Regions from separate parts of the Mus musculus genome. Here all the other regions are linked to region 1. The links are chromatin contacts, called in public Hi-C and promoter capture Hi-C maps. All regions are on one chromosome and are shown on one strand. The core of a region is the stretch at or near the end of the contact, and the rest is flanking DNA. Distances in the headings are between cores, read along the strand shown. Region 1 holds the start of C2cd5 (C2 calcium-dependent domain containing 5). Region 2 holds the start of Rassf8 (Ras association (RalGDS/AF-6) domain family (N-terminal) member 8). Region 3 has its middle 6.5 kb from the start of Gm38926. Region 4 holds the start of Etfrf1 (electron transfer flavoprotein regulatory factor 1). Region 5 holds the start of Lrmp (lymphoid-restricted membrane protein).

What was found. Promoter capture Hi-C pulls out the DNA fragments that hold promoters and counts their contacts. A called contact is a pair of places that touch in the nucleus more often than the background predicts.
Region 2: a promoter capture Hi-C map of hippocampal neurons shows a contact between it and region 1, with 4 times the contacts expected there. The contact joins the promoter of Rassf8 here to the promoter of C2cd5 in region 1. A contact is called at or near these places in 2 of 39 promoter capture datasets (hippocampal neurons and pre-B cells).
Region 3: a contact with region 1 is called in a Hi-C map of muscle stem cells, with 3 times the contacts expected there. The contact joins the enhancer-like site here to the promoter of C2cd5 in region 1. A contact is called at or near these places in 1 of 39 promoter capture datasets (hippocampal neurons), 1 of 484 Hi-C or Micro-C datasets (muscle stem cells) and 5 of 115 datasets of contacts at active chromatin or transcription factors (astrocytes, embryonic stem cells, large pre-B cells and 2 more).
Region 4: a contact with region 1 is called in a promoter capture Hi-C map of liver, with 4 times the contacts expected there. The contact joins the promoter of Etfrf1 here to the promoter of C2cd5 in region 1. A contact is called at or near these places in 4 of 39 promoter capture datasets (the 3T3-L1 cell line, embryonic stem cells, liver and 1 more), 1 of 484 Hi-C or Micro-C datasets (the N1E-115 cell line), 3 of 115 datasets of contacts at active chromatin or transcription factors (astrocytes, large pre-B cells and stem cell-derived neural progenitor cells) and 2 of 9 other capture datasets (adipose tissue and liver).
Region 5: a Hi-C map of B cells shows a contact between it and region 1, with 5 read pairs. The contact joins the promoter of Lrmp here to the promoter of C2cd5 in region 1. A contact is called at or near these places in 1 of 39 promoter capture datasets (hippocampal neurons), 1 of 484 Hi-C or Micro-C datasets (B cells) and 4 of 115 datasets of contacts at active chromatin or transcription factors (the 230-238 cell line, bone marrow-derived macrophages, embryonic stem cells and 1 more).

What each region holds. Positions count from the first base shown.
Region 1 is chr6:143,097,950-143,102,961 of GRCm38.p6, forward strand. C2cd5 (C2 calcium-dependent domain containing 5) reads right to left here and starts at 2,203. Exons shown (of 29, transcript NM_001362113.1): 1 at 1,984-2,203; 2 at 1,729-1,847. The coding sequence starts at 1,818.
Region 2 is chr6:145,743,762-145,748,773 of GRCm38.p6, forward strand. Rassf8 (Ras association (RalGDS/AF-6) domain family (N-terminal) member 8) reads left to right here and starts at 3,026. Exons shown (of 5, transcript NM_027760.3): 1 at 3,026-3,205. It overlaps Gm15704 (a long non-coding RNA gene), which reads right to left and starts at 4,613. Exons shown (of 4, transcript XR_869590.3): 1 at 3,267-4,613; 2 at 2,059-2,273; 3 at 1,688-1,876.
Region 3 is chr6:145,339,442-145,344,453 of GRCm38.p6, forward strand. No RefSeq gene overlaps it. Among named protein-coding and RNA genes, the nearest start is that of Gm38926, 6.5 kb to the right of the region's middle. Within about 2 kb of position 1,995, at least 422 of the 459 cell types and tissues checked have an H3K27ac peak or open chromatin away from gene starts, as enhancers often do. A contact at or near this core is called in astrocytes, hippocampal neurons, muscle stem cells and 2 more, where this site is marked.
Region 4 is chr6:145,208,795-145,213,806 of GRCm38.p6, forward strand. It overlaps Etfrf1 (electron transfer flavoprotein regulatory factor 1), which reads left to right and starts at 2,353. Exons shown (of 3, transcript NM_133688.3): 1 at 2,353-2,458. Casc1 (cancer susceptibility candidate 1) reads right to left here and starts at 2,176. Exons shown (of 16, transcript NM_177222.4): 1 at 2,013-2,176. The coding sequence starts at 2,015.
Region 5 is chr6:145,119,689-145,124,700 of GRCm38.p6, forward strand. Lrmp (lymphoid-restricted membrane protein) reads left to right here and starts at 2,081. Exons shown (of 19, transcript NM_008511.4): 1 at 2,081-2,418.

The DNA of each region.
Region 1 (5,012 bases), core at 953-3,452:
ATCTGCAATGACAAAGCTCAGAACTACACAACTGTCTTCCCATGGGAAATTCTTACCCACGGGAGACATCCCATTCCGTAGTCCACACCAATCTTCTCACCATCTACCTCACTTGATCATTTCCCCAAATGTGGCTCTGACTACTCCCCTTCCCGTCACTAAAAGACATCACCTGCATGCTCCTACACTCCTGTAACACACCAGCCTCCTCCAGCTTCTCCTCTGCCTCCTCACCCTTTTACACAGACACAGGCTACAGGCTCTCAGGAGCTAATGTCTCTCATCCAACAGGCGTTGCTTGACACTGACCTCACAACCTAAAAATGGTGATCTTTACCACTTTCTAGTGCATTTTTTTATGGCACCCATAACAATTTTTTCCTAATTTGCATTATCTACTTCGTAAATTCTGTACTTTTAAAATGTCTTAGTCACCAAAACAAAAGTTCCTTAAAATCAGAAACCAAATTCACCTTGTTCATCATTATACATACATCAACTAAACCAGAATAGCACAGGGCCTAGCAAACAACCATCATTCAAAAATAACATTCAGCACCTTGTCTAGAGAGGTGGGAAAGTTATAATAGAAGAGACTGCTGCTAGGCTGTGGAGATTTACAAGGTAGATCATCGAAGCACATTATTTCTGCCCCTAGGAATCCACTGCCTAACCTGTAAGATGAGGATATGGCTCCTAGTTAGCTTTGCTGTAAAAACTAAGGATTCAAAAGTACAAAACACAAATATCTCAATAATGAAGCTCAATACATATTAGATATTAATATCAGCTGTGTGGATTACTCTCCAGGCTGCCTGAAAGGCAGTACAACTTCAGTTATCATTAGATCTCTGTTGACATCTGGCCCAGGAGCAAACTGCTTTGGGTTTTGTTTTTTGTTTTTTGTTTTTTTTTTTGGGGGGGGGGGGTTAGTTTGGTTTGTGTTTGTTTGTTTCAATAAAAGATGAAGTTGAACTCAACAAATGCCATAAAAATAAATAAAATAAAAAATACAGTGAATTGCAGTTAATTAGGTTCTGGAACGTTTAAGAATATATTGAGTATAAGTATACTGTCATATGTCTTTGAACCCTAAGCATTAATAGCCCAAATGATTATTGCTCTAATGGTCTGCCTCATTATGTCAACTTTTATTACAATTTCTCCTTGGCTTCTTTCAGGTTGTGAGTTATTAACTTCCGGACAGTAGGCCTGTGCTAATTTGCATGACTTTTAAACTAATCATTAGACTTAAAGAGCAATTTTGCAATTGAAACCCATGGCACTTAATTGACTTCCTACCTCGAGGCAATAAATTACCCTGAAACAGCTCACCTCCCTACCAGTCTACACAAGGGCAGCTTTAGTGCTGCTGTTGTGTGTGACTTGCACTGATGATTCAGACGGTGTTGGGGTACGGGTTGGATGTAGTCGCACCGTGGGGCTGTGGGTGTCCCCAGAGGGCTGGCTGCGTGGACTTGCTGCAGCAATGGCCCTTAACCTCCTAACCGCAAACGAGGTCGTGGCGAGCGTCTCCGCTGCCACGCCTCGGACCGGCAGGTGGTCGGACCGACGCCCTGACCGCGAGCTTGGCAGCGGGACGTGTCCAGGACCGATGGCCACATCTCACGGGCTGGGGGCGGGCGGGCATCCCTCCACGGAGCCGGGGACCGCGGGAAGGGCAGGGCTCGGCGCCCCGTGCTCTGGGGGGCAGGACCAGGAACCAACCTCCACGAAGGCATCCGTCAGGTCACTGGCACGGTCCATCACCGGCAAATGGCGACCGGCCACAATTTTCACCTTCAGCTTCCCCGGCATCACGGCGGCTTCGGCCTCTCCTAGGATTCCTGCAGAAACAAACAAGCGAGTCTGCGCCGAGCGAGCGAGCGAGCGCGAGCCCGGGGGGGGGGGGCGCGGGGGCGCGCGGAGAGGCGTCGGGAGCGCGCGCCAACTGACAGCGGAGGGCGCGCGCGCCGCACTCACGCTCTGAGCAGGAACCGAGTCGTCCCGCGCGGCCACCGAGGCCTCATTCCGGAGAAGCAGCCGGAGGAAGGGCGCCGGCCAGCCGTGCTGCCCTACCCCTGACGTGCTGCAGAGAGCCGCCAAGTCCAGTCAGCATCCCGCAAAGCAGGCACCGCGCCCACCCACCTTTCTCCTCCCACCTTCCAAAAATGGCGGCTCGAGGGGCGGGAGCGATCGATCTCTCGGTGCTCTGCCCTGCGGCGGGGCCGATTTGAATTCGCGGGGCCATGGGAGAGGGGCGGGGCTGAGCTGGAGAGCAGGGGAACCGGTCGAGCCCTGCATCATCTACCCAGCCTCGGGTCGGTTAGGTGCAGGAGCCGTGCTGAGGACACGCTCCAGCGCTCTGGGCACCCGGCGCTGGTGACAACCCAGCCGCGCTTCATTTTGTTGGCCCTTGGACAGACTGCTGCTGCCAAGCATACTAGAGGAGTCTACTTTTAGTGTTTCCTGAGACGGCCACCAGGAAGGGGTACTGATGCGAGTAGTGGTTTTCTATGAATTTCAGTAAGAATCCTCTGGTTAGAGTCAGGTGTGGGGACGCACACCTGTCAACCCAGAACTTGGAAAGTGGAGGCAGGAGGATTGCATCGAGTTCTTAGCCAGCCTGGGCAACAGACGAAAAGTTTGGCTCAAAAAAGAAAAAAAAAAAAAAAAAAAAAAAAAAAAAAAAAAAAAAAAGGAAAAGGGACAAAAAATTACACACACGCATCTCAGCTAGTGAAAATAAATATTATTTCTTCAAAGACTTATTTCAGTCACAGGCAATTGTACTGTGTACTGGGTTATAGATGGCACTTCACACTTCCTTATGTCAGTGTGAACTTTGTGTGTCAGTGTGAACTTTCTTTTTTGAGGCAACATCTTGCCTGCTGGCCTCTCCTTGGTATGCAGCCCAGGCTGGCTTTGAATGTGGCAGTCTTCCTGGTGTATTGTCACAAGTGCTAAGGTGATGGGTTTGTGCCTGCACATCCAGCTCTCTAAGTATTAAGCATTCACACGCCTAAAGGAAAGGTCTACAGTGCTGGCTAAAAGTCAGCAAGAAACGAACCTCCAGCGGTACATGTAGTCAGTGTGAGAAATGAGCCCGAAGAAGACCTCACTAGGTCTCTGTAAATTGACCCCACTCTAGATACATCATGAGCCTGTCAAAGTGGGGTATTAGATACTGCTTCAGACTATCAGAAAATGATTGGGGTTGAAGCCCACACACAGGATGGAACAAGAGCACTTCCTACACTATGGCAAACCCAGCATTGGCAATACACTCTGTAGTAAATACTGAAATCAACACTGAAAATGCCAGTGGGAAAAAAATCACAGCACTGAATTTATCAGGAATGGAAAATTCCTAAATGAAGATATCAGCATGGTCTTTTTAACTTCAAAAATACTAAAACAGGATAGAAAAATTACTTGAAGTGGTAATGAACCAGAAACGCCCTTTCAAAAAGAGTCCTCCTGAGAAAGGAATTTTGCCCATGGGCAAAACTGAATTCTTCCAAAGAAAATGTCCTGCTCAAAAGAAGAAAAAGAATAAGTAAAAGATACATTGTTGCATACTGTTTGGACTAGAGAAATTTCCATCCTTGTCAGTAACAATAAGATCACAATCTCACATAATTTCCTTGGACCCACCTGTAGCTTTTTCCTAAGCACCTAAACTATCCTTGCTGAATTCAAGGGTCTACTACAAATCAGTCCATGTTCTTTACATTGTTTTCCCCTTCACTGAACCATTTTATTTAATAAACCATTTTTTAATGAAATCTATATCTAAGATTGTTCTCTCTGCATCTTCTCAACTGTTCCTCATCCTGCTTGGCGGTAGTCTTTGCAGTTTTTGGTCTGATGATAAACTCCTTGCTGAGGTAAATGCCCACACGGACATGTGGGCCGCTGGCCTTTTCTGCTGTCAATTGTGGATGACATTTCCTGTAAACCTGGACTGTCTTGCCAATCAGCTGACCTTTTAAGTGTCCTCACACAACCTGAACTTCATCCTTTGGGATACACAGAGATCAAGCCCCTGCCTCAGATCTTTGGAAAGGGGGATAGAGATGTTGAAATCCCTTTCCCATCGCTCCAGTTAGAAAGAGCTGAAAATAGTGACACGTGTCTTTAATTCCCAGCCCCAGAAAGGCAGAGGAAGGTAGATCTCTGAGTTCAAAGCCAGTCTGGTCTACATTGCAAGTTCCACTTAGGTCAGAGTTACACAGTGAGAAACCGTCTGTCCCTGCAGCTCCCTCCCCACCAGAAAAGAAATTTGCAAAAGTCCTTCAGTTTGTCAGTCACCCACTAGCAATGGTGCCCGAAGACCAGAGCTGCCTTATTATACGGATGGCGGGATAGAGATAGCTTTTTCTAAGGAAAATATATTGCCTTGTTACCAATTCCTCTTTTAAAGTATAAATGCAAAGACCGGAAGAGGGACTGCCGAAACTTCAGGCCCAACCTGGGCTACAGAGTGAGACTCTGTCTCTGAAAAGAAGAAGGCAAGAGTCTGGGGATGTAGCTCAATGGCCAAGCACTTGCTTAGCACAGGAGCCTTTGGGTTCAATCTGCAGAACCACAAACAACAACAACAAACCAAAAAGAGATACAGGAAAATGCAAGAAAACTGAGGCTGAGCGATAATTTTTAATGGGACATAATTCACAGAGTTACAAGGTGTTGTGATGTAGAAAATATTTGCAAATTGTACAATTAGAGGTTAGCAGGCTCAGCCTCCTAATTAGTGGACCTCCTAATAAAGTGCTTGTGCATACCTGCTGCCCGAGGCATCAACAACAGGAGATTATAATTAAGATGCTTCCTGAAGACTTTTAGTGGAGTTAAGCCTGGCTTCAGCTTAACCGGTTCCTAGTAATTGGACTCGTTTGTTTTAATTAATGCTGGGAACAGTGCTTACTTTCCTGACAAATAAATCATGAGATGACCCCCTGATTAGCATCTTCGGCTTCATAGGCTGCCTTTCTTCTTGCAGATTAGTT
Region 2 (5,012 bases), core at 1,776-4,275, 2.6 Mb after region 1:
AAGTTGAGCTATCTTATGATTGCTGTGAATAAAAGTTGGTAGTTTTGCTCATGAGAGTCCCCAAAAAAGTCTGGGAGAAAAGTGAGGGCCTGTCCAAGGTCATACGGATCCATGCCTGAAGCCTGATTTATTGGCATTTTAACATTTTTACTTGAAAGTGTTGTTGTGTAAGATAAATATGGACCCTGTGTCAACAACATTCACAATATTAATTGTGTCAGAATTATTGATTTTCAGCTATTGTGAAGCTTTACAGACTGCAAACTCTGGGGCTCCTTTGTTAGCCGTGTCCCTTATCCTTCCTTCCTGCCTTCCTTCAGAATGACTGAGTACTTGAAAATGGATCTCCATGGGTAGCCCTCTCTTCTTCCCACTGTTCTTCTCCCTGTTGGCTGCTATTCCCTATCCGCAGTTGCCTATTTTCTGAAGTCTTCCTCTCAAGTTGTTTTCTACAATCAGACTATGTCACAGAGTTTCAAGTGTTCTCTCCGTCTGGCTGGGTGCCTTTCCAGGAATAGAATCAGAAACGGGAAGTATGGGAGGTCTATCAATCCTCCCAAAGGCATTTGGTGGCATCTCAGGAAATCCTAACAGGTACACAATCCTGGCTAAGAAAGCTTAAAGCAGTCTGTATTATACACAGGAGAGGAAAACTGGGGCTAAATGGGGCTGAGGCAGGGAATGGTTCTCTCTGTTTATCTGGAACTGGGAAAAAAATCTGACTTTGTAAGCTATCCCTAAGGCTGTGTTCTAGTGTGGGGATAAGATGCCTCACTGGGTACCTGGATCTTAGGAAAGACTTCTCTACATGGCTACTCATAATACACTAAATTCTATTTACTTCTGGTCACAGGAGCACGGTCGCAGTTAAGTTAACTTGTTAACTTGTTTATAGTTAAAAAAAATAAAAAGAATAGGTCAAGACTGGCAAATTCTGCAAAAGGCACAAACTGGGCATTAAGATTTTCCACTGGCTTTGGCAATCAGGCAGGCGGCTGATCCTGTTCAGTGGTTGAGTAGAGGACTGACAGGGGGAGGAGATGTTAGAGCTAGTCTACCTCAAGGCCAGAAAACCCCTTTGAGAAGATCCTATTAGGGTTACAGGAGGACTCCCCTGAAATCCTATTTCCTTGGATTGTGCCTTTGACTCCCAGAGAAAGCCTTTCACCAAATTCTTCAAATGTTGCTTCCTTGCATTTAAGTCTTAGCTAGCATTCTCTTTTTTGTTTCTACTTACTGGTGAAGGAGCTAGTGAGCTGGGGAGAAACTACAGGTTAAAACCGGAGGAAACAAATGTCTAAACAAGAAAGTCTCTCGAACAGAAGTGAGAAACTGGAAGTCCTTTTTCATATCCTTATTTTGATGATAAGAAGCAAGTGCCTAGGCAATAAAGGGAACATTTTACAACTGGAATGCATTCTAGCCTCTCTCCCACTGTATGCCACACCATCTCTTTCCAAATTAATAACTACTACTGAGCTTCGGGCATGTGTGAGCATTTCTAGCCCAAAGACTGAATTTTGTCCACTTCAGGCACTGCATGACAGAAAAATAGTGAAACAACATATGAATTTGCACTTCCAGGTCAATGTTCCGATGTCCTTTGCTGATTAAAAGCTATTTTTAAAGGTGTGTGGGTGCATTTTTTGAATCTGAGCCCAGTTCTTTCTAAACTTTTGTTACTCACCTCTGATTCATTTGCCTTTTTTCCCCTCGTTGTCTGTTGCCTCTATCATGGCCTGCTGCTCAGGGAGGTGGGGGTGCTGTTGCTGAATCACAGCTACTCAGGAAAAGCAATCCAAACTATGCCTTGGAGAATGCTCGACTTAGACTTCTTTCTCTTTTTTGACAGTCCCATTCTGTAGCCCAGGATGCCCTGGAACCAAAGAATGTAGCCCAGGCTGTTCTTGAATTTCTGGCAAAATTCCTGCCTCTCTCTCTCTCTCTCTCTCTCTCTCTCTCTCTCTCTCTCTCTCTGTGTGTGTGTGTGTGTGTAATAATATATGATTCACTCTTTGAGGTCTGATACTGCTTGTTGCTAGGGTAACATATACTGACCTCGAACTTGTGACAATCCTCTTTCCAGTGATCCCAACTCTTTTAAAACCTTTGTTACATTCGATTCATTCACTTCATTTTTTTTTTTTTTTAATCTCTCCTCACTTGCAACGGTCATCACTGGTTGCTGCGGTGGACATCAATTCACAGTTATTCTACAGGAAAAGCCATTCAAACCAGTCCTTGGAAAGGCTGGGCCGTTTCTCCCTTCTTTCCTGTCAGCAGACGCAGAGCGGTCAGCTGCAAGGTCTCACTGGCCTGGCGACCCCAAGCCTGCGAGCGACTGGAGGAAATGTTTAACCTCAGCCAGGCTCCGGCCCACCGGCCTCAGCGCCTCCCACAAAGCCGCACCGCGCTGTCCCGAACCTTGTCTGCAGGCGGGGCCGCCGCTGTAACCCGAGCTGGTGAGGGGTATAACACTGCTCCTCTCTCCAGCGCCGCGACCAGAAAAGGGGCGGAGCCTCTGGCTCTTGGCCCTCCTCCCTGGCCCTCGGCCCGCCCCCCTCTCAGCCCTGCATCCAGCTCTCTCCAGCTCTGCACCCTGCTCTCCCTTGCCCACCTGCAATCACGGCCCTCGGCCCCGCCTCCTCGGCCCTCCGCCCCTCCCTCCCTGGCCCTTGGCTCCGCCTCCTAGGCCTCCGCTCCGCCCTCCCGGGCCGTTCGCCCTGCCTCTTTGGCCCTCCGCCCCTCCCTCCCTGGCCCTTGGCCCCGCCTCCTCGGCCTCCGCCCCACCCGCCCAGGCCCTCCGCCCCGCCTCCTCGGCCCCCCACCACACTTCCCAGACCTCGTCCTCCCTGCCCCGGCGCGGCCTCCCCGGCTGGCTCGCTCTCGCGGCGGCCCTCATCCCGCCCCTGTGCGGGGCTCCGCGGCCCTATCGGTCCCGCCCTCCTTCCTCCGCCCTTCCTCCTCTGCGCCGCTGCGCACCGCCCTCCCTGCCGGGCCAGGCCGGCGTGCGCCCTCCCCGCGCGTCTCTCTGCCGGCTCAGCCCTCCGCGCGCCGCCCTGCGGCCCGGCCTCCTCAGCCCCGGCCCGCCGCTCGCCCTCCGCCGCCGCCGGCCGCGGCCGTCTCAGCCGCCGCCTCAGCCTGGGCGGGCCGGGCCTCCGCCGAGGGCCGTGCACCGGGACTACGAGGACGGGCTGCGAGCGCAGTAAGTACAACTTTCCCGGCCCGCGCCCCCCGCGGCGCCGCTGTCACCCTCGCGCCCTCACCTCGCCTCCCGAAAGTTGGCCCTGCCCGGGGTCGCCTCCTTCCCGGTGTCCTTGGCGAGCGACTTTAGAGGCCACTTTTGTGGGCGAGGGGAATGCGCGGTCGGCCCTCTCCCTCTCCAGATGGAAATCGGATGCTCGCCTGGAGGGAGAGCTTCCCCTCTGGAAAAGGAAAAGTGGCGGTTGGAAGGCTTCTGCATTTTGTCTGAACCGTAGCCGCCCTGCCTCCCCGGTGGCCAGCCCCTCCGGGGAAGCGAGTCGCCCAGAGGCGGCTTGCAAAGTTGGCTGCGTCCTGCACCCTGGAAACTTGCAGAGGGCAATCATAGGAGGCTCAACTTTAAGGGTCGGGGGCTTGGCGTGCGAGGCCGCTGCGGCCCGGTGGTGGGCGGCGGAGACCAGCTAGGGGCTGGGTTGCTCATTTCAGCATCGCCGAGCTGCCCGGGGTTGCGGAACCACTACTTTCCCAGCATCGAACAGCATCAAGGGCTCAAGCCCTTGGATCCTAGGTAGGGTTTAATCGCAGTCAGTTCTGGTCCTAATCTTTGGAGGCACAGAAGGAAATATGCAGGACACGTTTCCTAGCCTACTCCAGCTTGTCAGGTCAGCTCTGCCAACACATCAAAGCCTTGCGTTAAGGAGAAAAAAAAAAAAAATCCCTCCAACCCGCTGACAGCAGGGACGAACACTTAGATACCTAACTGTAGATTGGTGCTCAGCCATTTTTCATGAGACACGTTTTGTCCCAGGGAAGTATATTAAATATGTGGTGATCTCTGCGTTTCTGCCCAGTTTTGGGATGTGTATGTGTGTGTGTGTGTGTGTGTGTATGTGTATGTGTGTGGGGGTGTAGGTAGTTTTTCTTTCTTCTTTAAAAGTCTTTAATCTGTGGTTGCCAGGGGTTGTGATCGTACCTTGGAGGCACAGAAAACCGGCACCTTTCCTGTTTTGTTTTTTAAACCCAAAAACCTGTTCTTTGCTGGAGGCAATCGGGAATGTCAGCCCACTGCAGGGTGGGGGTGGGGGTGGGGTGCTGATAAACCCAGGAATCAGGGCTCCGGACAACTGCGCTAGCAGTTTGGGAAGTGGTTTGTGCTTTATCCTCTAGTGGTCATGTTAATGGTTCTTGTGATCGTATATATTTCCATGGGGAGCTACCCCTAAACCTCAAAAGTACACACGGCCAATACTCCATTTAAGAAGACTGGACACGCTTTGATGATTCTTCTACTGGAGGATCAGATTCAACACAGTGTAATTTGCAGTGTAGGTAATTAAATCTTTTCTAAAAATCCTCCCAATCAGTCACCCCTCCCTTGAAGAGTCTCAAGATGGTACTTTCCGTACCGGGCTCAATTGGCCATAATGGACTGAGATCTTTGCCATCAAGCCCTGTTTCTGGGCTACAGGAGCTTTGGGGGACAGCAGAGAGCCCCTAGAGGGAGCCAAGTCACGGGGCTGACTGTGCAGATAGGAAAGGTTTTCAGTTAGTGTCAGTGTCCTGGAGAGACTCAGTTCCGAAGGTGCCCATGCCATTCCTGGGGTCACACTACCTGAATTCTGCATTTTTTTTTTTTTTAGAGCTGTTTGGAAATTGTAGATTTAGCATCATACAGGGTTGTTGTGTTGCTTTTCTTTGCATTTTTGTCTTTAGAGTTTTAAAGCTTATGACTTTTAAAATCCTAATCCTCCGTGCTCACTTTTATAGCCTTTGTATTTGGTGGCATATGTTAGTGCTTGACCTGAGTGCCT
Region 3 (5,012 bases), core at 745-3,244, 2.2 Mb after region 1:
GGCTTTGTGCACAGCAACGTTAAATCCTGCACTGGATCTGCTCCGAGTGTGAGACCAACCTGGGCTACACAGCTTCAGGTCAGCCTGGTCTGTAGAGATCTATGTCAAGCACACCTTTCTAAGGAAGAACAATAACAACAACAACAACAAAAACCAAACAGACAGACAGTCAAACAAACAAAAAAACAAGAAGGGACCAGGCACACCCCAGACCCTTTGGTGGGTAACAACCCAATCTTGGCTTACTGAGAACTGTATTTGTGGAGGTAGCTGAGAAGCCTTTGTGTCCTGCATACTAGTGAGGGTCTCCCCATTCGCCATCTGTTCGTTAGGTTAGGGTGGTAATCATAGCACTTTAGGTTAGCTCCTTTCTACAAACCCATCTAACAGCCTGATTGTCCTTAAACGAATCTGAGGTCTGTGTCATTATACACTCAGGTGAACAGGCACCCAGGCATACTAAACTTGGTCAGTGTCTCCCTAGGGCAGCACCCAGTGCCTGAGCTCACCGTCAAGACCAAATTCTGCTATAAGATAGAGGTATAGGGGAGGAGGAGAGAGGAAGCCAGCCAGCTTTGCAGACACCGGGTCCTATTCAGGGCTCCTCCGTCCTCTGATGTCATGCGCTTCCTGCTTTCGCACTGCAGAGTCTGGCGATCAGTCGACTGAAACGGGATGATCACCGCCACTATCTTGCATCTTATTTTCCATGATCACACTGTCACCTAGCCAACTGCCCCGCCCCCTAATCCCACGACTCTTGGCTTTCCAGCTCGTATTGTCTTCCCCTCCCCCCCCCTCCAGGAAGACGGCTTCCAAGCAGCAAGTACCAGGAAACCCCACTACTGGTGGTGACTCCGACTGAGGCTTGGGGTGGGGTCGGAGTGAATCTTCTGCTCTTGCTTGAGAGTCCAAATCCCTAGCTTAAAAAATGATTTAAAGTATATAATATACATATATATGTGTAAATTCGTATGTATAGTCAAGCTGGGCGCGATGGTGCACGACTGCAACATCGGTCTGCAAACTCAGACTTGAGGCAGGAGTTTCGCTGAGAGTTCGTGGACAGACCAGCTTGTGTTATACAGTGGTCTACAGTTCAGCTTAGGTTAGAGTTAGATTCTGTCCAAAGAGCTAAAAAAAAGAGAAAGGAAGGAAGGAAGAAAAGGGAAAGGAAGAAACATTAATTGTTCAAGTGACAGAGCTCTCCCTCTGTCCAGGAGCCCAGGCAAGGACCATTAGGAGCGGGGCGAGACCATTGCACTCTGCACTCTCCGTCCGGGCCCAGCCCCCTCCCCCCCTCGACACCCGCCACCGCGCAGCTCCGCGCCGCCGCCCAGCGAGCGGGAGACTCCCCAGGGCTCTTTAAATACGAGCTATAAATACCACCGGGCTCTGAGAGCACGTCACCGCCCCGCCGGCTTCCGATTGGCCGCTCTGGGTATCTCATTTGCATAGGGGCTGACACAACCGTGCCGCGACCTGGACGGGAGCGCGCCTGCCCCTCCCCGGCAAGACAGTGGGCGGAGTCGCCGGACCTGCCGACCGCCAGGTCTGAAGTAGGGCGGGGTGGGTTGGCATGTGTCCGTCATCCCTGCCTCGCAGAGGCTGAGACAGGAGGATTGCCTTGAGTTCCAGGCTGGCCTGGGCTATGTAAAAATGTGGAGAGAAAACTATACATATATACATATATATGAATATATATACACACATACACATATGTATGTGTGTGTGTATACACACACACATATATATACATATACATACATACACATATATACACATGCATATATTTTTAATGAAATAAAATGGGGCAGGTGGTGGTCCAGTAGGACGTCCTTCGCCTTCAGGGAACATCAGCTCTGCCCGCCGATTGACACTGGATCTTTTTGCTTTCTACGAAAAGTTTTCAAGGAGACCCGGGAGCAGATGCTGCGGGTGGCTCCTAGCGGCTAAATTTAAACCACGTGAGAGCTGACCCGCCACGGTTCTGTGAGATGACTGGCCACTCCGATGCTCAAAACAGACTGCGTGCTGTGGTCGCTGTAAGACGCAGCGAGCTGGAGAAGAAAGCCAGCAGGGCTCGGAGATGCAGGACTTACGATGTCTCCCGGTTTAGAACCAAATTTAAACTGCATCCGGGTGCGGTGGAGCTGAGGCAGGAGGATTGAAAGCCACGTAGTGAGATCCTATTTGCAAACAAACACCCAAGCCGAATTTAAAAAGCAAAAAACAGTGTCTCCCTCCAGCCGGGGGTTAAAAAGCCAGGTCCTGAAAGCAGGCGCGGCACATCCAGGAGGGTCTGTCAGGTTGTGCGAAGTAGTCAGACAAAAAGCACAAGCCACAAACATCTTACTAAATTATATTAATCGACGTTCTCCCGTGACATCTGTGTAGTCCTAAATAACCCAGAGCTCATTCAGCGACTTCATGTAACAGTGAAGACAATGCCTCAAAGCGGACTGCTTCGTAGTTTGCAGTTTTTTTTTTTTTTTCCTAAGAGAGAGAGACAGAGACAGAGAGACAAGTAAGCGCTTTGGATTCTAGCAAAAGAGCTCCCTCTGCTGGCAAATGCTTCACCATCACAGATACCCATAGACAAAGATGGGGCAGGCTGGTATCAGGACTCTCAGGGCGAGCTGCCAGAGCTTCAGGATGCTGTTAGGTGAAATCACAGATGCCATTTTTTTGGTTACTCTCAAGTAAATGAAATCATACAATTGTGAATGTTGCTTTATGTTTTTAACCCACACATGCCAATAAAAGCCATTTTTAAAAACCTTATAACTAACCCTGATTAAATTAAAGCAAGAGACAGATGTGTTGTGCAAACATCATTAACTATGTATATATAGAATATTTGCATCATAGACACCTTCCGATAGTTTTAGTATTGTGGAGGAATTTTTAAAAAAGAAGATTTTAGTTTTAGTTTTAGTTACATGCTTCCATGTGAATGTCTGTCACCTGTGTGCTGTGTCCACAGAGGTCAGAAAAGGGATGGCTTCTTTCATCTCTCCTACAGTGGGTGCTGGAAACTGAACTGGGATCTTCTGGAATAGCAGCAAGCATTCAGTTGCTAAGCCATCTCTGTGTAACTGATCTGACTGATCTGAAAGCACTATGTACGTCAGGCTTCATTGTTACCTCTTTGCGTGCCTAGTAAATACGAAGGCTTTAAAATGCCCAGAAAGCCCTGCTTTAACAAGAGGGAAGCATGCCATGCTGGAAATCTAGCCATCTACCCAGAGCTAATGGAGCCATGGAGCCCGGAGAAGGACTTACAATGGACACTTTACTAAACAGACACATTCCCTAACTACATTATGAATATTTGTCGTTATACCCACAGACAAGCGTAGTTCTCGCTGCTAATCAAGGGAACTTCTCTTTGCAACAGAGGAAGGGCATTGCCAAAACCCAAAATGAAACAAAACAACAGAAACTGATAAAGAGAATCCGTGGAGCCCAGTCCCAAGGATCTGTCACAATACGGCTCCTGCACCCGAGGCTCAGGGATCCCTGTAGAACAGGGGGTGGGAAGATTGTAAGAGCCAGAGGAACAGGAAGTGTACTGTGAGATCGCGTCTCTGGAAACACAATTTTGGTTATGCTCATGAAGTCCCCTCATCATGGCTGCCTAAACAAGAACTGGATGACACCACCGCCAATGGACATGCGACCACGGAAGGGGAAGCTCCAGGGGCCTCCACCCTAGAGGAAGAACTATGGGCAACCAGGAAACGCGGAGAGCAGGAGAAATGATCTTCTCCAGGTAGAGTACGTGAATTGGTTATCCAGTGCTAGTGGTCAGTCCTTTAAAGGGTTTAAAGATTTATTTATTTTATGTTGTATATGAGTACACTGTTACTGTCTTCAGACACACCAAAAGATGGCATCAGATCCTGTTATAGATGGTTATGAACCGCTATTGTGGTTGCTGGGAATTGAACTCAGGACCTCTGGAAGAATAGCCCGTGCTCTTAAATCACTGAGTCATCTCTCTAGCCCCCAGACCTAAGGTTTAAACACAGGTAACATTATCAAGACCAAGCAGGCAAACAGGTTGTATTTATGTATATATGTGGTGGTTTGAATGAGAATGGATCCCAATAGGTTCATATTTTTGAACACTTAGTGCCCAGTTGGTGAACTGTTTAGGAATGATTAGGAGGTATAGCCTTGTTGGAGGGGTGTGGCCTTGTTGGAGGAGGTGTGGCCTTGTTGGAGGGGTGTGGCCTTGTTGGAGGGGTGTGGCCTTGTTGGAGGGGTGTGGCCTTGTTGGAGTGGGTGTGGCGGGGGGGGGTTGAAAACACATTTTGGCTGCTACATCCACAGCTCATCACCTTTGGGAGCTGCTTGTTTTGGGGAGGAAAGATCTATGTTCAGAGTTCACTGTTGAGACTGCTCAGAGTTGTTAGGAGGCCTGAAGCTAACTGAAATCAGCGATGAGGGGATACATAAAGAACCCTTGTGTCTCCGTGGCGACAGCTAAGATGTGCGTTAAGTGTCCCACAGTAAGCGCATTGCCCTCCTCTGTAAAACGCTGTGGATAATGATCACAAATTGCCTGTCATCTCTATTCTCTCAGCTCAGAGGAAGACTTGGAAGTATAAGAAATGATTATAAGAAATTACTTAGAGAAAACTTGAGGGCTGAGGAAAGGCCTCACCCTGTGTCAGCCTAGGGTAGGTAACCAGCACTCTTAAGGCAATGCAAAGTTCTTCGCTGCCCCGAACTAAGGCTTTCTGTTAGGAGCTGTGTGTCCCCACCTCTCATGTCTGTTGTTAAACTCGTCCCAGGATGACTATGTGTGTGTATATATATATATATTGCAGGGCGATGACTGTATTTGGATAAAGCTTTCACTAAAACAGAATAAAATGGCATTCTCAGTGTGGCTCCCATGCTGTATGGCCTGTGTCTATAGAAAGAGGGTGATAGGACGTGGTCATTGGGTCTCAGTGAGAACCATCGATTTGGGAGCCTACATGGGCAGCCTCAGGAGGGAC
Region 4 (5,012 bases), core at 1,103-3,602, 2.1 Mb after region 1:
TTGATACTATTTCAAATTTGCAGATGTAGCGGCTGTCTAAAAGAAACCTTTCTATTACATAAGATTGATAGTATTTTTTTTTAAAAATGGGGAGAGAATCAGTTTCTTCAAGTTTGCCAATTAACGATGAAGTGAAGACTGCCCAGCCACATGATTTACAGTCAGTCTGCTCTTTTTGGAAAGCTCTGTCCTTCAATACTGATTTACAAGTACAGGTATTTCCCGTGATGCTATTCGTAAACTCCTGAGAAGGCCTGTGTGCCCATCAGCTCTCTGGTAAAGAACCTGTAAGAGGCCGTCTGAGTGTAAATTACACAGTTTACATATCTGAAGAGCTGCACATAGGAAGGGCTGGTTCGAGCCATGGGAACATCATTCTAAAATGCCAGTGCCAAATTTGGCACACAGTAAATGAGATTTAGACGACATCTTCCTGCAAGGTGCACACATTTCAGAAATTCTCTCCATAAATATTCATCAGGGAGAGAGCAACGAGGGAGGCTTTGCTCTCATGTGATTTTTACAAATAATTTTTATCCTGGCTGTAGTATTCCCTGACACATTGTTAACATATTTCCATCTTGAAACAAATACTGTATGGTAGGCTATGTAAATATCCTCCTCAAAGAGCATATCCTAAAGATGATGGGCACATTTTTATCCCTCACTAGTATTTCTAACATGAAACAGGTGTGGGGAAAGTCCTATCTTTATCCTTCACATAAACATAAGAGCCATCAGTAGTAAAACTTTTCAACGTTCAAGTGGCAAAGGACTTCCTGACAAGCTTTTTGAGAAATTTGTCCTCTTGGACTTACAGTATAGTTGCTTCCCTTCCTGAATTGTATACTTCCTTAGATTGTGGGGTTGAATTATGCATTTTCAAATTCATATACTAAAATCTTAACTTCTTGTGTGTTAGCGTTTGACCTGCTTATGAAAAGGGTCTGTAATTATTTCACCCAATTAAGAAGAGCTGATACTGGAACTGGACAGGCCTCTGGCTCAATATGGCTGGTACAGGTTACAAAGAGGAATCTTGGATACAGACCCTCATGAAGAAAATAAGCATCGTATGAAAAAAATGAGTTTACACTGCTACACACTAAAGAACTATTTAGAAGTAGAAGAGAGATCTGAATAAATCCCTGCCCCCATGCTGACACCCTGACCCCAGATGTTCAGTCTCCAGAATGGTGAGGTAAGCAGTTTCTACTGTTTAAGCAAACATGTTTATGGTACTTTGTTTCCTGGAAGCCCCATGATACAGTTAGGTTTGAAGCTGCAACCTCCTGGAATCTACATTTTAAATATTCCCCCAAATGGCTTGGAAGTCTTTGAGAAACAGTGCTATGTAGATAGGAAAAAGAAATTAAATCCACCTTTCGATGTAGCAAATACGTGCTTGTTCTTGTAATTTGCCAGCAGTCTTAACTTGGCTGATGACCCATTGGGGGTCTTGCCAGGGGAGGCCTTCACTACCCATTTCTTCCCACCACTTACAGAAAATACATACTTATATCTTAAAAGAGACTGAAAAGCACCAATCTTTTCTTCTCTCCTACCCTTAATAGCTTGATTACTCCGCTTTAGATACACCAGCTGTTACCTTGGTAAAGCTTGTGTCTGATATTCTGCTTAACTGACAGAGCCGGAGGGCTGTAATATTCTCCTTTGTGTGTCTCTGGCTTCCAGCCAGCAAACACAAATAATGCACTCTGAATCTCCCCTCAACGAGTGTGATAATTGATGATCTCTTGATGGAGAATGGGAAACAACACACGAAATTTGCTCCATATTGTTCTGCGTTGGAATGAAAACTTTTCTGACAAGGCAGTCAGAGCCAAAGTGGGAATGTACATCACCGGAAGCTAGTAAAGTTTAGTCACTGCAAAGATCTGGATCTCGCCACCTCTGGATCGCACTGCCCCTGTCTGCCTGCCCTCCCTCGACAGCGCTGAAGTGGAATCCGCACTTGCCCCTTTCCTGTCTCCCTCACTTTCCTGGCTTACCATGACAGAAGCAGGAACTTTGCTTAGGGATAAGTGAACTCTGCAGAGCAGGAACGCTCACGGTTGTCAAGACGACAGGCCACGCCCACTCACAACTCCCAGTGTTTTGCGAAGGACAACCTGCGCAATCGCACTGTAGTCTTCCGGTGAGTACTGCCCAAGTCGTAGACTGGTTACACAAGCCACACTTCCCACATAAGGTACGCCCACATCGCGGCTTTTACCTAATCCCGCCCATTTCCGCCTGATGCCCCGCCCCAGCAAAGAAAGCGGCCTCGAGTCCCATACACTGCTGCCTGTAGTCCCGCCCTGAGCCCACCCCCGCCTCTCAGCTCCGCCCACTTCCGGCAGACGGTCGGAGCATTTACGGCCGTGGTGCCGCAAAGCGCTGGAGTGAGGCGGTCTGAGCAAGCTGTCGTCTGGACCCCAGACCTGCTGGTGGTGAAGTATGCCTTAGGCGAGGGCTTCCGGGCGTGGGGAGAGCTGCGTCTCACACTGAAACGCAGGCTGACCTGGAACTCGCGGGCATCCCTCAGCTTCCTCCTGAGAGCTGGGGTTATAGCCGAGGCCCGCCACGGCCAGCCTTGTAAAAAGGTTTCTTCCTCGCTTCTTTTGCGTCTGGACGAGCCCTTCCCGGGGGATCTGGGGAATGGCGCCAGCTCACGACTAGGTGAAGCCATAGGTTCCGGGCGGGTCCCCCAGGGAGTCATCTGGCCACAAAGGCGAGCTCCAAGAGGGTCGCTACCTTGATATTAAAGTAGTACAGATTCTTCACTGATCGTGGGAGTTTAGTTTCTATGCAAAGCATTCGCCCTTCTCAAGAGCTGCTCACACACTAGTTTAACGTGACTTCTAAGAACCAGTAAGCCATTGTTGTCCCAAGGTCACGGAGCGCTGTACTGTTGTGGCAGCCTGCAGAATTTCAGCCCTTCTCCATAAGAAAAGGCACTTGAGACGTAGAGGAATGGAGACAGTTCTTTAACCCAACCCCAGCTTACGGCCCGTCTAACCCAAGATAGAGTACTAATGCTCTGTCCCTTACATAAACTAAATGTTCTGTTCAGTAGGACTGACAGCTAGTTTTTGTGGGTTAAGGTCATTGGTTGCACAACACTTAAGACCTTACTGCCCTCCGAACCTTGGTAATGAGATAAAAACTTAACACCTACTGCATATAAATTCAAATTTGTTTTATCTTAGCTGTTGAGGTATGGAAGGTAGCCTTTGTTTTGAATTATTCAACAAAGCAACTACTAGTGTTTAGTGACAGAAAACCTCAGACTAAACTAGGAAGTGGTGTGGAAGTACAGTAATTAACATGGTGACTCAGGAGAAATGGCCTTACTCAAAATCACTGTGTCATTATCAACTTCTCTCCTAAGAGGAAAACTAATAGTAGAGATGTGTTAGATCCCATGGTTCAAGACTCTGTGCATGCTTTTTTGAGTTTTGATGTCCTCTAGTCCCTGGGCAGGATTTGTGAGTAATAAGAGGGCTGCTTTCTGGCATCTCTTCATCTTGACACGGGTTGTACTAGCCCCTCTCTCCTGTCATGTACCTGTACCATCTAAAGGCGTATGGTCGCACAACCTCTGGTATGGGGAAATCTGACAGGACAGTTTTCCAGTACAGTCTGAAGGAATACTGAGTCTAGTTCACTAGACCACTGAAACAATACACTGCCGTCTCCATTTCCTTCAGCTTTTTTTTTTTTTTTTTTGGTCACTTGAACATCATGGGGCAGAATAACATCATTGGGCATCAAGCCCCTATTAGAAATAATAGTGTCCTACTAAAATGACAACGCCATCATTCCTTTACTCAAAGTCCCCAGGGAGAAAGGACTTACAGCTCCTCCTTGCACATATCCATGTTCCTGGAATAGCCCGTGACTTTGAGCCATGCACTCATCCAACTTTGATAACTTCCAGGACTCCATGCAGGTCTCTGCAGCAATTAAGTTGTTTTCTAGTTTGCAAACTAAAGGTTTTTCCCAGCAGCAAAAATAAACTAAAAATTCCTGAAAATCAACTGTATCATAAATTACCATCAAAGTGCATGGGGCAGGGGTAGGCGAATCTTTTATTACTCATACTCTGTGGGAAAAGCAATTGGGAAGGAGAACTAAGGCAGGTCTCTAAAAGCTTTCACAAGTTACAAATGCCAAGTTTTATCTATATAATAATTTCAAGCCACATAGTTTTAAGTCATTCTTCAACAAGGTATACCATCCTGGTATTATATTACTCCTCCCCTCTCTCCCTACTCCCACTGTTAATATTATTAGTTAAACACACCTGTTAAATTACCTTTCAGTATTACACTAAATCTTCAGGGAAAGAAAACAAACCATGAAATTAAAAGAGAAAAGAGAGAGATGGTTATGGCAGTAAGACTCTGGAAGCTGGAGCCCATGAGTGACTATGAGTCAACCCTAGCAAACCTCAGTGGACACTCACTACTCTTCCCAAGAGGAAGCAAGCAGAATCAACTAGGATCTGTACACTTGGACACTAAACGCAACACCAGTCACAATTGTCAGTATTAGTGACAGGGTGCCACTATGTAACTTCAATCATAGCTCTCCTTGAACTAAGGGTCTTCCCCTGCCTCAGCTTCCATCCAGCTCAACACAATAATTTTTGGACGAATTTTGAGAATCTCCATTTTCTGCTAGTTAATTGTAAAGTAACCTTTAATTCATCTTTAAAAATAATCTACTTTGAAATTTTATTTTTCCTGAATAATACAGTCCAAAAGATATTAGTTGTCTGGCTCTAAGCAAAAGCAGCAGCCTTAAGGGACAGGATGAAGGGCTGGGAGACCTTAAGAATTCAAGACAAAGGAAACAGGTCTCAGGTAAAAGTGGTTTGTGACAGCAGCCTAGCAGAAGAGGACACTGATTGGGTGGAGAGGGTAGTGGCACAGGTTGTTGGAGTTAGGACAGGGTGAGCATTCCAGGCAAGAGTGGGATCTGGGAGGGAAGGTACGAGGTGGTGA
Region 5 (5,012 bases), core at 831-3,330, 2.0 Mb after region 1:
TACTGTATACACTCTGACATTGGCAACACCATACATGATGTAGTTAACAATACCATACACACAAACAGTACGAGCATAGAACTGGGCTGTAGACAGTTTGGCTGGCAGCAATGCCAGCTTAGCATGCTCAAAGCCCTGGGTTCAAGTCCAGTCTTTGTACTGAATAAATTAGACTTAGTGGTTGTCTCAGCAAATAGTTAAAATTCTGCTTTATACTCCTGGTAGGTTCGCGTTAGCTTTTTGCTCACGTTGGTTTATTTTTAATATACCTTACCTAGATAAATGGCACTTAAACTGCCCCGAAGCTAGCATACACTCCCTTCTGATATTCCTGAGTTAACACTTACTAAATATATATTTTATCTTTGCTGTCCAAGACCCTTCTGGGCAGCCCTTCTGGGGCTGCTTTCCCCCTCGTACCTACATTTCAGCCTGCTCTCCCCCCTGCTCCTTCCTGGCATAGTCTGTCCTATGCCCTTCTCATGGTGGGATCCCTTCTTCCTCCTCCTCTCTTACTCTGGAATTCTAAAAGTCCCGCCTCTGTCTCCTTGCCCAGTCATTGGCCACTGGCAACTTTATTTTCCAATCAGAGCCAGCTGGGGGTAGGCTTCCTTTAGCCTACATGCAGGACACTGCAAACAGGTTTTTGGGTAACATAAATTAGCATGAGAGCACAAGCTGCTCTAGGTGGTGGATGTGTGTAATTCCAACTCTAGGGAGGTAGAGGAAGGAGGACCAGAAGTTCTCAGCTACATAGAAAATTAGAGACCAGCCTGGGGTATATGAGATCCTATCTCAAAAGAGCATTACCTCTTTTAGTAAGAACTATAAATATTTAAGAGTGTAGATTTCAATATACATTGTTCATATTGTTTTAGCGCCATTACAGAGCATAAGCGACTGTAGGCGGTCGCGCAAGCAGCTTTGGGGAATGCCTCTATATACAAAACGATGCTGAAAGGGCCGTGGTCCTTCTTGCTTCTGATGTTATAAGCAGTGCTGTTTTATGCAGGCACACAGTTAGGCTTTAACTGCAAGGAGCCTGGGACTGATGGCTGTCTTCCCTCTACCCCCCCCCCCCACTTTGATCCTAATTCAAAATGGGTGGGCCCAGTGGGTTAAGGTTTGTACTCAAGCAGTTCCTGGTAACCACTGAGTCATCAGTACGCCACAGATTAGTCTTGCTGGCTAGCGGAGAGTGGGAGCCAAATGAGAAGTGCTAAAGGCTCAAGGACATTTGTGGTGGGAGATAAGAGGTAGAGAATGACCTCTGAGTTCACAGTGGGAATATCCAGTGAGTTTCCAGCTGTGTTGGGGGAGATACTTCCGGTACTAAAGCTCTGCCCGTTTCCTATGATTGACAGTCCAAAGGAGAAAGGTTAACGAAACAAAGACGCATTTCCCTCCGCACCCACTTTCCTCTAAATAGCTCGTGTTGGTGTGTAAAAACTAAACTTGTCACCCTGCTCCCAATGTAGAACATCCTACTTGTGTGCCGCAGGTGTCACAGCGAGCTCGTGGGGAGCCAGTCATGCCACGTGCTCATCCGAAACAGCCCGAGGAAGCTGTGGAGTTGATTGTGAGCTCTGGGGTTGCTTTACTCAAGAGCCTGTATTTCTAAATGCTTTCATTTTTTCAGGTCCTCTCTAAAGAAGTTTGAGTTCCTCACAGTTTCTCAGAGTGACTTGTGACTGAAGTGTCACTGAAAGCTCAGGGTGTTTCTGTCGTTCCCTCCACACACCCCCTCCCCCCCTTTCTTTTTTTAAAATTTCGACTTCATTCAGAAACCATTAGACATTGCTAAGCGGCTGCAAGATGTGCCCACTAGGAAGAAGGTCCATAGCCAGAGAGCACATAGAGCCAGGGGTCCGGAGGCCTTGGCAATATGAAACTCAGGGATATCACCTCAGATGTCCTTAAAATGTGAAGCAAAAATGGAGGAGGGGGAAAAAAGGAACTATTCAATTGTCCCAGGAGGCTGGCCTTTAGCCTGCGCAGAGGAAGTGCAGGGCGCAAGGGTGCAGGGGTGCAGGGGTGCAGAGGAGGCGGTGTTAACAGCCTTCTGGTGAAAGAGGGGAGTACAGAAAGCTTAAGTTGCTTCTAGGGACTCTCTGGGTGGAAGGATCTGGGCCTGCTGCGCCCGCCCGTGCAAACAGAATTGCAGAAGTTGAGCCTACGCTTATCATTTCCCTGAGAAGAAAAGCATATTTCCAGTTTCCTGTGCCTAAGAACAAGCATCCAGCGCCCTTCCCGCGGCTCAAACCCAGGCTGACCTGTGCATATGGGTCAGGGGGATCAGGATGGGGCCTGCGCATGAGGCAAGCCTCTGCTACAAGAACTAGAGGAAGCGATTCCAGAAGGAGATCACAGTCCCCAGCACTACTCAGACTCAGGAGCTGAAGACCAGGGGCGTTCAGTGTAAGTAGCTCATTCTACTCTGGTTCATGTCGCCCAGGATGAGGAGGAAGAGCCTCTGCCGCTTTCCTGGATCCCAGCTGCTGGGTTAGCCAGTGGAAGGGTTAGCTAGCATCGCTCGCTCTCGCTCCCGGGATCTCAGCCTCTGGCCAGGGCCATAGACCCCTCCCCTGCTCCCCGCACCCCAGGCTGTTGCTAGATTTGTCTATGGCTATCTTTCCGTTTAAAATGAAACAGAGCTGGGGCTTACTTAGCTCAGAGGCAACTTACCCTTGTGTGCAAGAGTGTGTATCAATATTAAACACATGTAAACTTGCTTTAAAATTTTTAATGTGTTCTTAATATAAATGTGTGTGTGTATGTATGGATATATATGCACACTTTAGTTTTGTTTTTGAGACAGGGTCTCACTGTGTAGTTCTGACTGACCTAAAACTCTCTGTAGACTATGCTCACCTCAAACTCACAGAGATCTACCTGCTTCTGCCTCCAGAGTGCTGGGGTTAAACTGTGTGCGTTCCTCTGCTCAAATATACTTTACCTTTGAAACGGGTATTTAGAATTTTGTGTGCCAGCCAAAGGCCTATTATGAGCATTTACCAAGAATAATGTGAGAAGACAAGTGTCAAATTACAAATGTCAGGCTATTTATAAACCTGCTTTATTCTACAAAGATGAAATGGAAATTGTAAAGCTTGCGTGCCTCGCCGTTTACCGGACAGCTGCTTTTGTTCAGTGAACTTCTTAATTTAGTGGGACAGATTTTTTTTTTCCAGACATAAGAGTTCATTTATCTCGTGACCCAAATGGTGCTTGGTCTGGGTTTATTGTGAATTTCTGTACCTTTTTCACTGTTGGCCTGAGGAAGTGGCTGAGGCGTTTAAGGAATTGCTTCCTTTTAGAATAGCAACATTGTTCAATATTTTATTGTTACTGTCTTGGTTTGTACAGCTCACTGGTTTTCAATGTTTCAGAAAGCAATAAAAACTGTTCTTTAAATCAGGGAGGGTACAGTGTTGTCATTGCTCAGGAGGCTTTGGAGAAGGGTCTCTTGTGAGAAGAGCTACCCTGTGGAGGCACCGATAAGCAGCTGCGCCCAGTTTGGTGCTTCAGAGCCCATGCTCAGAGCACTAACCCACCGGCCACTTACATCTGTCTTTTGATGAAATTGATATTACATCTCAGTGTTTTGTGAGCAAGTAAGAATTTGGGTCCCCCTTCTCAAGGGTTCCCTGTGGCATCTGAGCAGGAGTGTCTACAGTTATGACACATCCCAAAGGCCATTGTGGGGTTCCTTGCTGGTTATGGTCCTCCAGCCCAGCCTCCAGAGACAATTGGTTGGAATGGTATTAGAAGCGCTTTTTTTTTTTTTTTTTTTTTCATGTGTGGACTTCCTTCCTCAATGCACCTGCTCTCGAGCTACCAGAATTCATGGAACACATGTAGATGGGTGTATTTTGCCTGCCCAGAGAAGGCACACCTATGGGTTTTTGCTCAAGACCATGTCTTTACATGAAGGTCTCTCTCAACACCTGTGAAAATCAACTTTTGGGCAAAGAGAGCAGTTCACATTTTCACAATGCTCTACATAGCAGGTCGACTTGGGACAGCAAAGAGTGAGGATAGTAGCCACACACACACACACATACACATCCCCCACCGCCACCCAGGCCTCTCGAGTTCTGAGTCAGACACTTGAATTATGAGTCGGAAAGAAAGGTATTCAAATGTCCTCAGCTGTTCTGAAACTCTTGAGCTAGGTGAATAAATTAGCAACTGTTCTGACCCATCTCAAATTCATGTGCCAGCTGTGGGAAGATGGGATTGGTTTTCCAGATGAGCAGGCCAATGCCCACAACAGAGAATAAGGAAGTGGTTAGTCACATTTGATTCGGCATCTGAACAGTATTGAAGAACCTAGTCAGGGTATTATTTGGCAGCAGGTCGGGCTGGCCTGTGAGCTGATTGTGCCCACTTGCCTCTAAGGTGGAGCGCACCTTCCTGCTGTAGCTTGCCTGAATGGTTACTTATATATATATATTTTTTAACATTGTATCTATCCTGAGGCCACCTGCATGTTTAACGCTTTCTTCCTGGATTGTATACAAGTATCTTGTGTTGATAGGCAGTATTGGGCATCTGTATCTCTGTTATTGTTATTCATTTTATATGTATTATTATTTTCCCACATGTACGTCTGAGCCCCAGTATGTATTTGATACCTGAGGAAGCCAGATGAGGATGTTGGCACTCCTGGAACTGGGTATATATATATATATATATATATATATATATGGTTGTAAACTGTTAGGTTGTGCTGGGAATCTAACCCATGTCCTCTGGAAGAACAAGTGCTCTTAACTGCTGAGCCATCTCTCTATCCCCTTGTTTGATTTTTTTTTTTTTTTGAGACAGGGTCTTACGTAGTCCAGACTGGCCTGGAAATGGTTAAGTAGCCAATATGACCTTAAATTCCCCATCTTCTGTGTCATCCTCCTGGGTGTAATTGCTAGGATTACAGGTTTGTGCCACCATGGCAATACTGGGCTATCAGCAGATACTTTGAAAAGGAAATGTCAAAGCATTCTTAGATGGAG